2 separate regions of the Sus scrofa genome follow, and region 2 is linked to region 1. A link is a contact called in public HiChIP or PLAC-seq data. All regions are on one chromosome and are shown on one strand. Each heading gives the region's core, a stretch centred on a gene start, on an enhancer-like site or on the middle of the called end of the contact. The rest is flanking DNA. Distances are from core to core; before and after follow the strand shown.

Region 1 (6,646 bases), core at 1,488-3,987:
GAATGAGGCCCAGCCAAAGCTTTAAATACCCCCATGCAGCCCAGAATAGCCCCCATTGTCTTGGCCTGCAGCTGGGGGATCCTCAAGAATCCTGAGGGAGGCCGATCCTGGAGGTGGGGAGCGGGAGGAGGTCTTCCAGCACTTCCCTATATGGTACCGTGTTTCTGCGAAGACTTTTCCATTTGGCTCCTGCAGGAAGGCCTGCCTTGTGGACAGGGTGGAGCAGCTGCCTGGGCTCTGCGTGAGCAACGTGCAGCTGAGGGGGGAGCCTGGCGGATGGGGGACTCCCAGAGAGGGCCGTGTGCCCAGGTGAAGGTGCTCCTTTGTGCCCCAGGGATGTGTGTGCTTTGGCCCAGTGGGCCCTCCACTGTGGGCGGGCCCAGCCAGGTCCCCTGCCCCGGGCTTCCTGGCACCCTCTCCAGCTCTGGCTATTTTGGGCCCTGGCTGTGCTCAGGCACGGGGAGGGATGGGTAATCCTGCCCAGACCAAGGATGCTGGGGGCACTCCCTGGACCTCCATTCCAGCCTCTGACCACTGTAGCCTCTGCTCCTGGCCTCAGCCTCCAAAGGTCATGGTCAGTGGACACCGATGGGACACTGGCTCCACCAGCAAGGACAAAGAAGGGCACCAGATAAACCTTTCCCCTCAGGGCATTTGTGTTCTCAGTGTCAGGAATAGTTGTGCTCCTTCTAAGCAACGAGTTTGTTTTTACCTCCTGGGACCCAGAATCCAAGGACCGGTCAGGTTTCCTTCTTCGCACTGGCCACAGGAGAGCCCAGAACCAAATGCTTTGTTGCTTTCCCAGACATCCAGAACTGACCACATGCTTTCTGTCTATTTGCCTGGCTCCAGGCTCTGTCTGTCTGCTGTACTCGAGTTTCTCTTAGGTGTGTTTAGTTAATTTTCTCTGGCTGTTATGTGTACCTCTTTGTAAGCCACTTTGAGTCTTTCTAGAACAGGCTGGTGGGGAGGGATAAACAGGTGAGTGGTGGTGATGATGAAGGGAACGCATTGCTAGTTGGTTCCCTGAAGTCTGCTCCTCGTAATTCCCTCCTCGAGCCCCGCCCTCTGTGCTGGCAAGACTCACAGCCCAGACTGTTCGAATGGTAACATTCCAGGATTTCAAATGGCAGCGCCAGAAAGAACCTTTGGGATCATCTAAGCTTAAAACTTTCCAACTTATTAAGCTATCAAACCCTCGTTTCAATCACAAGTATAGTATTTTGATTAGTTATTATTATTATTATTTTTTTTTTTAGGGTTGCAGGTGCGGCATGTGGAGGTTCCCAGGCTAGGGATCTAATCAGAGCCACAGCAAAGCGGGATCCAAGCCGTGTCTGCAACCTACACCACAGCTCACGGCAACACCAGATCCTTAACCCACTGCATGGGGCCAGGGGTCAAACCCGCATCTTTAAAGATACTAATCGGGTTTGTTACCACTGAACCACAACAGGAAATCCAATTAAATATTTTTTTTAATAATTATTTTTATTTTTTCCATTATAGCTGGTTTACAGTGTTCTGCCAGTTTTCTACTGTATAGCCTGGTGACCCGGTTATACATACATGTATAGAGTATATTCTTATAGTTTGATAAATAACAGCAAACACTTATAGAGCCTTCATCATGTGCTAGTGCCATTTTCCATCTTTCATTTAATTTTCACAACAGGCCTCTGGGGCAGATTCTATCAAGATAGATTATCATGCCCATTTTATAGATGAGGAAACTGAGGCACAGAGATGGGAAGTGACTTGCTTACAGCTAACCAGGGACTGAACCAGACGTATTTTATATAGAAGGTCAGACTATAAAATGGGAAAAGGTGGATTTGTTTTGATTGAAGCATGTATTTGGGACAGGGGGCCCAAACTCTACCTGTCCCCCCCCAACCCCTCACCCACTCTCTAAAGTGGTCCCTGAGGCTGCTGAGTTCAGGCTGGAAATTGGCGATCTAGGTCTAGTGCATGATTTGACAGGGAGCCTGAAGCCCTGTCTGAAGCCCAGAGAGGGGAAGGGACTTGCCCAAGACCGTGGGGTGAGCTGGAAGCACATCCTCCATCCCTCACGGCCCACCTGCTGCCTGGAGGACCACCAGCCCCTCCAATGCTCGGCTCCTTTTGTCTCCAGGCCTAAGAGACACACCTTCTCTGTGGTCCTAGGGCACCAGGAGTGATCAGGTGCTCGGCCAAGTGTCCTGTCCCCTCTGAGAGGACTCATCCCCTGTGAGGGCAGCTGACGGCCAGGGAGGGGAGGGGCAGCTCCTGTCTGTGTTTCTTCACCTCAGAAGAGAGCGTACCCTCCTGCCACCAGCTAGCTGTCCCTCAGCCTGCCTTTCCTTTGTCAGCACCTCAGCCCATGGGGCCTTGGAGCTTTTCTGTCTTCAGGAACAAGCTTTTCAAAACCCTTGTGGTGGTGGTGTTCTCAAAATGTGTTCAGCGGAACCCTTGTCTGCATGAAGAAAGGGTTCCGAATTAAGTAAGTTTGGGAAACCCTAAACAGCTGTCCTCCTTCTTTCGTCATAGTGTTTGGGACATTTAGAATGGAGGGAACCGACTCAGCTTTGTGGATCAGCCTTTCCCTGAGGTGTTTGTACAACCCTCCCCCATACCCATTCTTGTCCGGAGTTAGTTTGCCTGGACTGGACATTAGTCACGAGGAGAGGGGACGGGGGCCCTTCCAAAGGAAGAGCGCCCTTCCTCTTACTTCCAGCTTTGTTGCCCACAGGCCTGTCTTCAGCCACGGGCTTGGCCTGCCTGCCCCTCCCCGCCTCCAGGAAGCAGATGAGGAAAGCCCTGGGGGCAGGGGGAGCTGGCCTTTTTGGCCGCAGCTGTTGGACTGCCGTTCCAGCCTGTTTTTTCCTGTTGCTGATGCCCACGGGAGCAAGCAGGAGTGGAGTCACCGAGGCCCGGCTGTCTGGCTGCCTTGCAGAAGGCCCCGGACCTGGCGCTGTGGGCCTGCTCGCCTCCAAGACTCCCGCCCATGCCCTGGGATGCTGGTCTGGGCAGTGGACATGTCTGTCCCCAGTGACCAGCTTCTCGTCCTCCCAGAGATGGGCCTTCTGGCTGGAAAGCTCCAGACGTCAGAGATGGCAGGGGGTGGGCTCGGGTGGAACAGAGTTCCTGGTTTGGAACCAGGGGTCTGGCTTCAAGTCCTGGCTCTTCCAACTCTGTGGCCACGGGCAAGTCACCTTTCTGAGCCACAGCCTCTTCATGTGTAAACCCCACTCATTCATTAATTTAACAAATATTATTGAACATCTGCTGTGTGCCAGGGACTTTTAGAGGCTGAGATTCAGCAGTGAGCAAGGTGGACCAAGTCCCTGCCTTCCTGGAGCTGATGTTCTCCTTGGGGAGACAGATGATACACATAAATATAGGGGAGACAGTAGGTGGGGAGTTGCTCTGAAGTAAAAGTTAAGGGGGTAACAGAGAGCCAACCCCAATGGATCCTGGACCTGGGGTGTAGCCAGGGTGGGTCTCTCAAAAGGTGACATTTGAGCGGAAGCCAAAGGAAGAAGAGAATGTACAGCTAGGGGTCATGTCCCAGGCAGAGGGCACAGCAAGTGCAAAGGCCCTGGGGTGGGAGGTGGCTTGGCAGGTTTGAGGACTATGGAGACAAACGTGGGGACGGCTCAGTAGGAGAGGAGGTCCAGAGGTGTGTATAAGTGTCTGTGTGTGTGTCGGGTCACACAGGGCCAGGCTGGCCATAATAAGGGCTTGCTTTCGAGTCAAGAGCGGTGGAAAGCCCTAACCTAGTGCGTTCAGCTTCGCTGTTGTTAGTGGTGTCTCCTTTCATCAAAAATGTGAAACACGCCCCCCATCCTCCCATAGGACTGGCACTTTGCTAAGGACTTCATTCATGAAGTCGGGGGGTTGTGACCCCAGAAGGCACAGGCACAGCCGACCAGGTTGGCGCGGCCTCAAAGGCCCACAGACACGCCAGTGTTCCATGGCGACAGGGCCACCCACGAGCCAGAGAATCTGAGGATCAAGCCGGGCTGCGGGCAAGAGGCAGGCACGTGAACACCGCAGGCGCTGTTGGCACCAACAGTGCTCAGCGGATAATGTTCAACCCACAAGGGGACCTTCTGGCCGGGCTCCCGCCACACTGGCCCCACCTGGCACATGGGTGGGACAGGGACATTTCCCTTTAGCTTCCTCCCTGTAAGCTGCAGGCAGCACGCTCAGCACCAGGAAGGCCCATACGTGGGGCTTAGGAGCAGGCGGGAGTGTGGGGAGTCTGGGGGGACCGGGAGAACTGGGCTCTGTGACCAGCACCATGGCAACAGCACAGAAAGGGGACTGCTCTTGAAGTGGAAAAGCCCACTCAGGGCTGGTCTCCTTTGATCCTCTGCCACCTGGCACGCAGTGTCCCACTGCCGCACCTTCCTCCTGCCCAGTACATGCTCTCTCTCCGCTCTCCATCCTCCTTAGGAGAAATCACCTTCAAATCCAGCTGAATTGTCACTTCCCCTGAGAAACTTTCCACAACCTCCCACCCAGCCTCACTAAATGGGGGGACCCTCCCCTGGGCTCTCCCAGCCCCATCCTTCCTCTGCAGAGTTCTCCGCACACCGTGTTATCATTACTCGGTTTAGTGGCCGGTCTCCCCTAGGAACACAGGGCTCTGGGTCCATCTACTTCATTTTCTCCCCAGGGCCGGCACCTGGTAGCTGCTCAGTAAATAGCGGTCACAGTGGCCCAAACTGAACCTAATGGGGCAGGTCTGATTTGTGATGCTTTTTAACAGGTGAGGGAACTAAGACCACCCGGCTAGAAAGTGACCAAGACGGCCTGGAATCAGGAGTGTCTACCCTCTCTGCCCCACCAGCCACATGTCTCTGAGACTCACGATAATTGCTCTTGGTTGGCCATGGTAGTAGCAGCCCCTTTGGGGTGCCCACCCCAGCTACATCAGAGGGGTCTTTGAGGCAGAGACAGGTCAAGTCCACCAGCAAAGGGCCAGATGGATTTAGGGCTCTTCAGCCCACTTCCCAAAGCAGCTCTCCCCTCGTTCTCCTTGCCTCTCCCAACAACCCTGGGGAGGAAGCCAACAGAGCCGGGGGTTTTGCCCCCATCTTATCACCAAGGAAACTGAGGCCTGGAGGATCAGAATCCAAGGGCAAGGTGTCCTAGGATGTGACGTTTCGCTCCTTTCCTTGGGATGAGGTGTCACGGGCCTTGATTTTACCAGTGGGGAAATAAAGCCCAGGGATGGTTCTGGCACGTGCTGGCTGTGAGATCTTGGGCGAATCCTCACTTTCTCTTTCTCAGCCTTTCTTTCTTCTGTCACATGGGCTAAAATCCTACCTCAGGGTTGTTGGGCAAGTTCATTCATTCATTCATTCATCATGCCAGTCAACAGATTTTTTTCTTTTTCTTTTTCTTTTTTTTTTTTATCTTTTTAGGGCCACACCTGCAGCCTATGGAGGTTCCCAGGCTAGGGGTCCAATCGGAGCTGTAGATGCCAGCCTACGTCACAGCCACAGCCACACCAGAGCCAAGCTGTGTCTGTGATCTACACCACAGTTCACAGCAACACTGTATCTTTAACCCTCTGAGCCAGACCGGGGATCGAACCTGCATCCTCATGGATACTAGTCGGATTTGTTCCCGCTGAGCGACAGTGGGAACTCCTCAACAGATGTTAATTGAGCACCTATGATGTTATCTGTTCTAAAGATGCCACAGTGATCAAAACAGATACAGGTCATTGCCCTCCTGGTGTTTTTGTCCACATCGACTGAGATGGCTGTCATTTGCTAAAAGGGAAAGGTGTCACGGGGCTTGTCCGAGACTCCCTAGTGAGTTTAGGGTAGAGCTGGAATGAGAAACCCCAGGGCCAGCTTCCCACTCCCTTGGCCTCTCTTGAAGGCCCTGATTGGGCCTCAGTGCTCCTGTGGGGCCCTGGTTGGACTGCTGCCTGTCCAGGTTCCAGGCTGTGGTACAGAGGGCAGGGGTCAGAAAGAGGGACCTGCTGGCAGCTATGCCCTGAGCTAGCACAGGGCCCCTGCTTTCAAACTGGATTTCTTTGCCTTTGCTGTGTGACCTTGGGCAGAGGACTTCACTTCTCTGAACCTCTTTCTTAATCTCTAAAGTGGGGGAGCCACCCATATCTGCCTGACGAGGTTGCGGGTCTGCTCGAGATAAGCCTTGGAGCGCCCTTATCTCAGCACCTGCCCACGGGGAGCACTTGAGGAGCCTCGGCCATTCTCCTTGTTGGGGACCTGCTGTTCTTCCTGGCCACCTGGCTGGCAAAGGGCCGGCCGCCCTGGGAGCCCGAGTGTGGGAAGCTGCCAGGCCTCCCGAGTGGCACGGGCAGTGCAGGCATGCCAGAGGAGGCTGTGGCCACCTCCTTTCCGGCCCGGCGCCCCTCTCAGCCTGCCAGGGGATTAAAGGCCTTTTGGCCTTTGTGTCGGGCGCTCCCGCCCCTGGCAGTTTGCACAGCAAAGTGCTGTCCCGACAGATTCCTTCCCCTTTGCCATCTGCTGCCCCGTGGACAGGGTACCCAGCGGCCTGGGGGCGGGGCACGGCACCTTGACCCTATGTCTGGGGCCTGGGTTGTAACAGAGAGAGGGGAGCACTTGTGGGGTTACCTGGGAGCCTGCACAGTAGCAGAGTGGGAGGGGGAACTTGCCTG
Region 2 (6,646 bases), core at 1,115-3,614, 39 kb before region 1:
ACTGCCCAGTGGCAGGAGAGGGGTTAATGAGCAGCTTATGCACTAATGGGGCAGGGTCCTGCAGTCTTGGTGCAGCGGGTATTTCCTTCCCTTCTTGGAGAGCTCAGGGGATTGAGATGCCTTTGAACACTGAGCCTGGGATGGGGAAAGGGCCCCTGGTGGTCTTAGTGGGGAGGAGACAGGGATGTGGGTAGGACTGCAGCAGTGCGGGGAGGGGGGGTGTCAGATGTGAGGAGAGAGTGGGAGGGGCAAGGGCTGATGGAAAGCCCACACTTTGCTGCTGGTTTGGCAATGCAGAGAAGGAGCCAAGGTTGGAGGTGGCCCAGATGGGGCAAGGGTGGGGGCCACTGTGGCTGGAGGCCATGCAGGGAGGGGCACCCCACCAATCCAGGACGTTCTGAGACCTGGCATCCATCCTGCTGTGCTAGGGAAGGAGAGGCAGCTGGCCTGGGCTGGCTGGTGGAGGATGGGAGCTCACTGAGAGACAGGGCTACAACTTCCCTCCAACCTGGAGAGACAGGCTAGACCCTTCCAAAGCGTCTCAGTTCACAGGGTCACTCACTGTGTTCTCACTGACTAAGTGGCCCACCCTCTTCCTTGCTTTAGTGCTTAGGTTCTGGAGCTAAAATGCTGGGTTTTATTTCTTTGTTTATTTTTATTTTTTTGTCTTCTTTAGGGCTGCACCTATGGCATAAGGAAGTTCCCAGGCTAGGGGGTCGAATCAGAGCTGCAGCCAGCCACCAGCCAACCCCATAGCCACAGTAACGCCAGATCCGAGGCGTGTCTGTGAGCTACACCACAACTCAGGGCAATGCTGGGTCCTTAACCCACTGAGCAAGGTCAGGGATCAAACCTGTATCCTCATGCATGCTAGTCGGGTTCATTACTGCTAAGCCACAGAGGGAACTCCAAAACACTGGGTTTTAATTCTGGCTGCTGGGTGAGCTTGGGTAAGTCTCTTACCCTCTCTGAGCCTCGGTGACTTCATCTAGAGAACAAAACACCTACCTCCCCGGGCCTTCGAGGACTAAATGAGAGGGTGGCTATGTGGCCTGGCACAGATCATGTCAGGTTCCTTGACACATAGTAGGTGCTCTGCCATGTCCGTTTCTCAGGGATGGGTCTAGGCTTATGGGGGGGGGGGGGCAGGCAGCTTCCCCATACTCTCCCCCACCCGTGTCCTGGGGCTTGGAGTCAGCTGGACCCAGGCCGGCCAGGCCTGAGTCCAGGCTGGGCCCTGAAAGCCCAGGATCTAAGGGCAGAACCACCCTCCCCCCACCAGGGGAGGGGGCCCTCCGTCTCCACCCCATTCTGGCCTCCCAGCCTCTCCTGGCTCTGAAGGCCTCTGTGGCCCCCAGAGGACCTCAGAAGCCCCTGGAGTTGGGGATGCCAGAGAAGGACATTCCTGGTCTTATGGGACCCAGCCTGGCTTTCTGGGAAGATGAAGGAATAGCACATTCCTCCTGAAATAATTGTCCTGGAGCTATTTCCAGAGGCTCTTAATGCCCAGGCCAGAAATGGCCAGTGATCTCGGCGCCTGGGTACCTTCAGGGCAAACGGCACACAGGCCCAGCCCTCTCGCTGGCTGTCTGCCCGCCTGCCCAGCCCCCGGCCCGGAACAGAACCAGGCCTGGCTGAGGCCCCACAAGGAAACAGTTGCCATGGCTTCCCTGGCCCACTGAGTTGCCCTACACACCTCTTCCTCCTTCTCAGGGGGTCCCCCTGGTCCCTCCTCTTGGCTCCCTGTCTCAGTGGCTATAACCAGCCCATCCCAGGGCAAAAGGCCAGTCCCTCTCAGAGATCGTGGGCTGGGAAATGTCTAGTGGAGGCTTCCATGTAAACGTGCTTTGTGCTCCTGGAGCTGATCATTAAGAAACGTCAGATAAATCCAAAGTGGAAAAGATACTCCAAAACAATTGGCCTACATTCTTCAAACCCGTAAATGTCAGAAAAGACGAAGAAAGACTGAGGAGGAGTTCCCCTGTGGTGCAGCGGAAACAAATCTGACTAGTCTCCATGAGGATGTGGGTCCGATCCCTGGCCTTGCTCAGTGGGTTGGGGATCCAGCATTGCCATGAGCTGCGAGTGGGTCACAGACTCGGCTCGGATCCCATGTTGCTGTGGTTGTGGTGTAGGCCAGCAGCTGCAGCTCTAAAAAAAGAAGAAAAGAGAAAGAAAGAAAAAAAGACAGACAGACAGACAGACAGACGAGGAACTTCCAGGCTGAGGGGGACCAAAGAGACCTGAAAACGGCAATGCTTGATCGGGAATTGGCTCATGGGTTGAGGATATTGTTGCCATGGAGAACATCGGGGCGGGGGCGGGGTGGGGGAGTAATTGGTCAAATTCAAATGTGGACTGTGTATTAGCTAATAGCTAAGAGCGCTCTCTCAGTGTTAACTGTCCTGTATTTGATAACTGAACAGGTAAGAAAAGGTTCTTGTTCTCCCAACACGTAGGAGAGTCACACTGAAGTAGTCAGGAGTAAAAGCTGCTGTTATCTGCAACTTACTCTCAAGATAACAACAATCAGTGTGTGTGTGTGTGTGTGTGTGTGTGTGTGGTTTGTGTGTGTGTGTTGATAAATGCAGCACTATGTTTCTAATTAGTAGATTCGAATAAAAAGTACATGCAAGTTCATTATCGCTTACATTTTCAGTAAGTTTGAAAATTTTTCAAAACAGAGAGCAAAAGTGTATTTTCAGTACTTGTGGGAATGAAATAATGGAGAGAAATGATGGAGGGCAAAAACCATGAGATTTCGAAGGGGAATCTTGTTCATTCATTCAAGAAACAGGACCTAGATGCCCCCTAAGGACCAGGCCCCAGTGAGAGAGGGACACAGGAGTCCTGAAAGGAATCCACGGGCTCTAGCCCACCGTAGCGTAAGTACCCAGCCCGGGATCACTGACAGTGAGGCAAGAAGAAAGGAAAGAAAGTGCCGTTATGCTGTGGATCACCCAAAGGGATAACCTTTTAGGGAGACTCAATAGATGTTGGCTGACCCAACGAGAAAAAAAAGGTAACTGATGCTGACCACAGCCACGACAAGAGTTATATTAGGCCGGGCATAGAACTTCCTGACTCTCAGCATAATTAAATACGAGAAAAACAACAGGGAACACTGGAAAACGTCCACCCCATCTTCACTTTAAAAATAGGGCCCATCTGTCCTGGAGAACTTTGTGTGCTGCTGGCCCTGGGGCAGGGGCCTGGCCAGGGTGACCCCTGGAGGCATCTCCCAGCTCCAGGATTCCATGATTCTATGACATGGCCAGCAGTCTGGAGTGGGGGCATGAGGTTATTCCCCAGTGGAGAACCAGAGGAGGGCTAGGTCACCTACCTCCTGAAGGAAGAGTAAGAGTGGGGAAGGGCCCTTAGGGCAGGTGGGGCGCAGCCAGCCAGGAAGGGAAGGGAAGGGTGGGGACCGTGGGGGGTCAATCCTCAGTCACCTCCCATATTTCCGGAGGAGGAGATGGGGTGGGCTCAGGCCGGGATTGGAAGAGGCAAGAGTCTGGACATTCCATGCGATTCAGACCCAAAGGACAAGGGCAGCTGAGGGGCCTCGGGCTGGGAGGGGGCAGGCAGCTGTTTTCTGGGTGGGACAGGCTCAAATATTGCTCCATCCTCTCTAGGCAGAAGTGGAAAATTAGCATCGGACTGGCCGTAGTGGGAGAGAGAAATCAGAGCCTTCCTTCTGGTAAGGGGGAGTACTGGGGACCTAGGGGACAATGGGATTGGGGGTGGGGCCTAGGGACAGGAGGTGGGGATAAACGGAGCAGAGCCTGGTTAGGCCCTTGTCCCTGTAAAATGCCCACTTTGGGACCGAGAGGAGTAGGCATCCCAAAGCCCCCTTCTCTTGTGAGGGGGACGGGAAGATCCCCTACTGGCAGGAAGGATGAAGACCAAACATCCTAGAAGGTTCTGTCTCACAAGTCCAGCCCCATTCGTAGACTAAGAGCACCCCCTAGCCCCACCCCTCCCCCGTTTGAGGTTCCTAAAGTCAAGATCAGCTTAGTTACAGGCTTAGCAAGTCCCCTTCTCCATCTGGTTCTCCCCATCCGTGCCCCAATCCAGGCAGGCAGAACAACAGGTGTGGTGAGAATTCTTCCCTAGTGGATGGCAAGGGGGGGGCCAAAGTCACCCCGACAACATGGCGTTGTCTTTCAGCAATCATCAGACACACCCAAGATAGCACCTTGGTCCCTACCACTTACAAGGCAAGTCCCAGCATCTCTCTGAGCCTGTTTCCTCATCTGTCAACTAGGAATAGAATAGGAACGACCTCTTTGATTTGTAGTGAGACTTACAAGTAAGGCACAAGCAAAGGGCTGGGCAAAGAGAGAGGGCATGTATTGTTTTGTTTCTAAGACACTTTTTTAGAATCAGGGTGCACCGTGGAGTTGATGATTAACTAATGCCTGGAATTCCACCATTAGAGACTCAGTCCTTGGCCTTCGTGATCAGCTGGAGTCCCCGCTTAAAAGGTGGATGGGAATTTCAGACTGTAGGCTAGAGCTAAAGGGAAAAAAAGACCAGCCATTTTTTCTAGGGCGCCCTCTGGCCTCGGCTGTTCTCAGGGTCTTGCTTACCTCCCCTTCTCTTGGCCTTTGTGCTTTCTGATGAACAGGGTATCCACTTTGCAGTTTGAGAGTCCCTGGGCCTGGGGGGAGGGCTGGGGGAGGGAGAAGGGGTCGTGCTGGCCCTCTGGAGACAGAGGGGACACCTGGAGAGAAAGCCTGGTGGGAGGGGGCAGGGAGCCAAGGAGAGACAACACGACTCTCTCCTCGCCAGGCCCGGGAACCAGCCCCCAGGTGAGTTCTCAGCCAGTCTGTACCACGAAGCTTTGTCTGCCCCCACCAGGACGATGTCTGGACGCCACATGAGCCGTTCCAATACTTACAGCTGCTTGAAATATCCCAACAACGTGTCCTTTCTCACCCAGACTCCAGGCTGGTCCCACAGCCCCAACGTGACGGGGGATAACAACCTCAACTGCTCTCGTACCCCGAGTGGCTCGGAGGTGAGCAGCAGCCCTTCAGAGCAGTCCAAGAGCCCCGGATCCCCCAGACTCCCAGTGAGGAGAATCTGCACGGGCCGGCCTTACAACTCCAAGTGCATAGAGACAAGCCACTTGGCAAGCTGCCCCAAGGCGGCCAGAAAGCCTGCTTGTCTTGGCAGCTCCCACTGCCTGCTCTGTACAGATCGCCCCTCTGGTCCCTCGAGCCCCACCTTCCTGGACCAACTCATCAGAGGCATCAACTACCTCGACAGATCCACCAATGCCTTCTACAGCACCTGCCCCAAGTCATCACTGACCCTGCCGAGGCTCGCCGCCAGTTACCTGGAACGCGCCGCCAACATCATCCACCTGGACGACCCGGACCCCTCCTTCCCCGGCAGTCATTCCAACCCCAGCACCAGAGTGGCCACCTCTGATGACTCCGGCACCTGCACCTGCATGGTGCCATCCACCAGGGGGGTCAATGCTTTGCAGTGTGTGGGTGACTCCGCCAACACCAGCTGCCCACGCCGGCTTCACAGCCAGAGCCTTGCTCCTATGCTGCCACTAAGGCCAGGGATCAAGTTGCCGGAGCTCCCTCTGTTTGGAAACGGGATCTTTTCCTTTGGGCGTCTGCCCAAGTTCTGGGAAACAATCCGCTCAAGCTGGAAAGCCCCCGAACCCATCTCCAAACCCTGTAGCTGGTGGTAAAGTCGACACCAATGGAGAAGTGGGCACACATGCATCAGGCTGCAGTTATGGAAAATAAATTGACTGTGGCAAATGCTCCTTCTGAGCCTCCACTGTGTGTGGGGGGGAACAGCCATTTAGATGGGAGGTTATTAGCTTGAGGATCTATAGGTCAGGCAGGTAAGAGTAAATGGGTGAATGGGGCTGGGTGGGTGGTAGTAGGGAGTGGTGGAGACTGTGGCTGAGTGGCAAACGGGATAACTTGCCTAAACCCAGTTCTCAAATGGGTGTTGCTTTTTCAAGAGAAGCCAAGAATCGGATTTTCTACATGTTAGCAGCAAATTTAAAAATATCATGGTGCTTCGAGGGTGGAACAAAAAAATATTTGCAGGCTGAATGTGAGGCTCACAGATCTGAATCTAGACTCTCTGATTTATACCTTGAATGAATCACTGAGGAGCTTCGAGCGTCTCTTAGCCTCAGTTTCCCCTAGCTCATTCCCAATCCCTATTCATATTCTGCTTTTTGTTATAGATTTTAGCACAGCCCCATGTCAGCAGAAAAGTAGGACTAATAATGATGGGATGATAGTGATGACAGCTCACAGAGCACTTTCTATGTGGCAGGGTCTGTTCTGGATGCTTTATGTAGATTTGTTCTTTTTTTATTTTCTTTTTACAGCCATAGACACAGCAAATGGAAGTTCCCAGGCTAGGGGTCAAATCAGAGCTGCAGCTGCCGGCCTACACTACAGCCCCAGCAACGTGGGATCCGAGCCGCATCTGCAACCTACACCACAGCTCACAGCGACAACGAATCCTTAACCTGCTGAATGAGGCCAGGGACTGAACCCGCATCCTCATGGATACAAGAGCCCAGGGGACATAGAGAAAATCTTGAGGATGGCTTCTTCTTTTTTTTTTTTTTTTTTTTTTTGTCTTTTTGTCTTTTTGC

Evidence for each region. HiChIP or PLAC-seq counts read pairs in DNA pulled down with a chosen protein or histone mark.
Region 2: an H3K27ac HiChIP or PLAC-seq map of skeletal muscle shows a contact between it and region 1. The contact joins the promoter of LOC100517477 here to the enhancer-like site in region 1. A contact is called at or near these places in 8 of 47 Hi-C or Micro-C datasets (embryonic fibroblasts, epiblast stem cells, fetal heart ventricle and 5 more) and 1 of 2 datasets of contacts at active chromatin or transcription factors (skeletal muscle).

Annotation. Positions count from the first base shown.
Region 1 is chr6:79,930,417-79,937,062 of Sscrofa11.1, reverse strand. All of the region lies in intron 1 of HSPG2 (basement membrane-specific heparan sulfate proteoglycan core protein), which reads left to right. Among named protein-coding and RNA genes, the nearest start is that of HSPG2, 25 kb to the left of the region's middle. Within about 2 kb of position 2,737, at least 17 of the 83 cell types and tissues checked have an H3K27ac peak or open chromatin away from gene starts, as enhancers often do. A contact at or near this core is called in mesenteric adipose tissue, omental adipose tissue and skeletal muscle, where this site is marked.
Region 2 is chr6:79,969,086-79,975,731 of Sscrofa11.1, reverse strand. LOC100517477 reads left to right here and starts at 2,364. Exons shown (of 3, transcript XM_021097836.1): 1 at 2,364-3,357; 2 at 3,636-3,700; 3 at 4,864-5,843. The coding sequence starts at 4,868. The coding sequence ends at 5,713.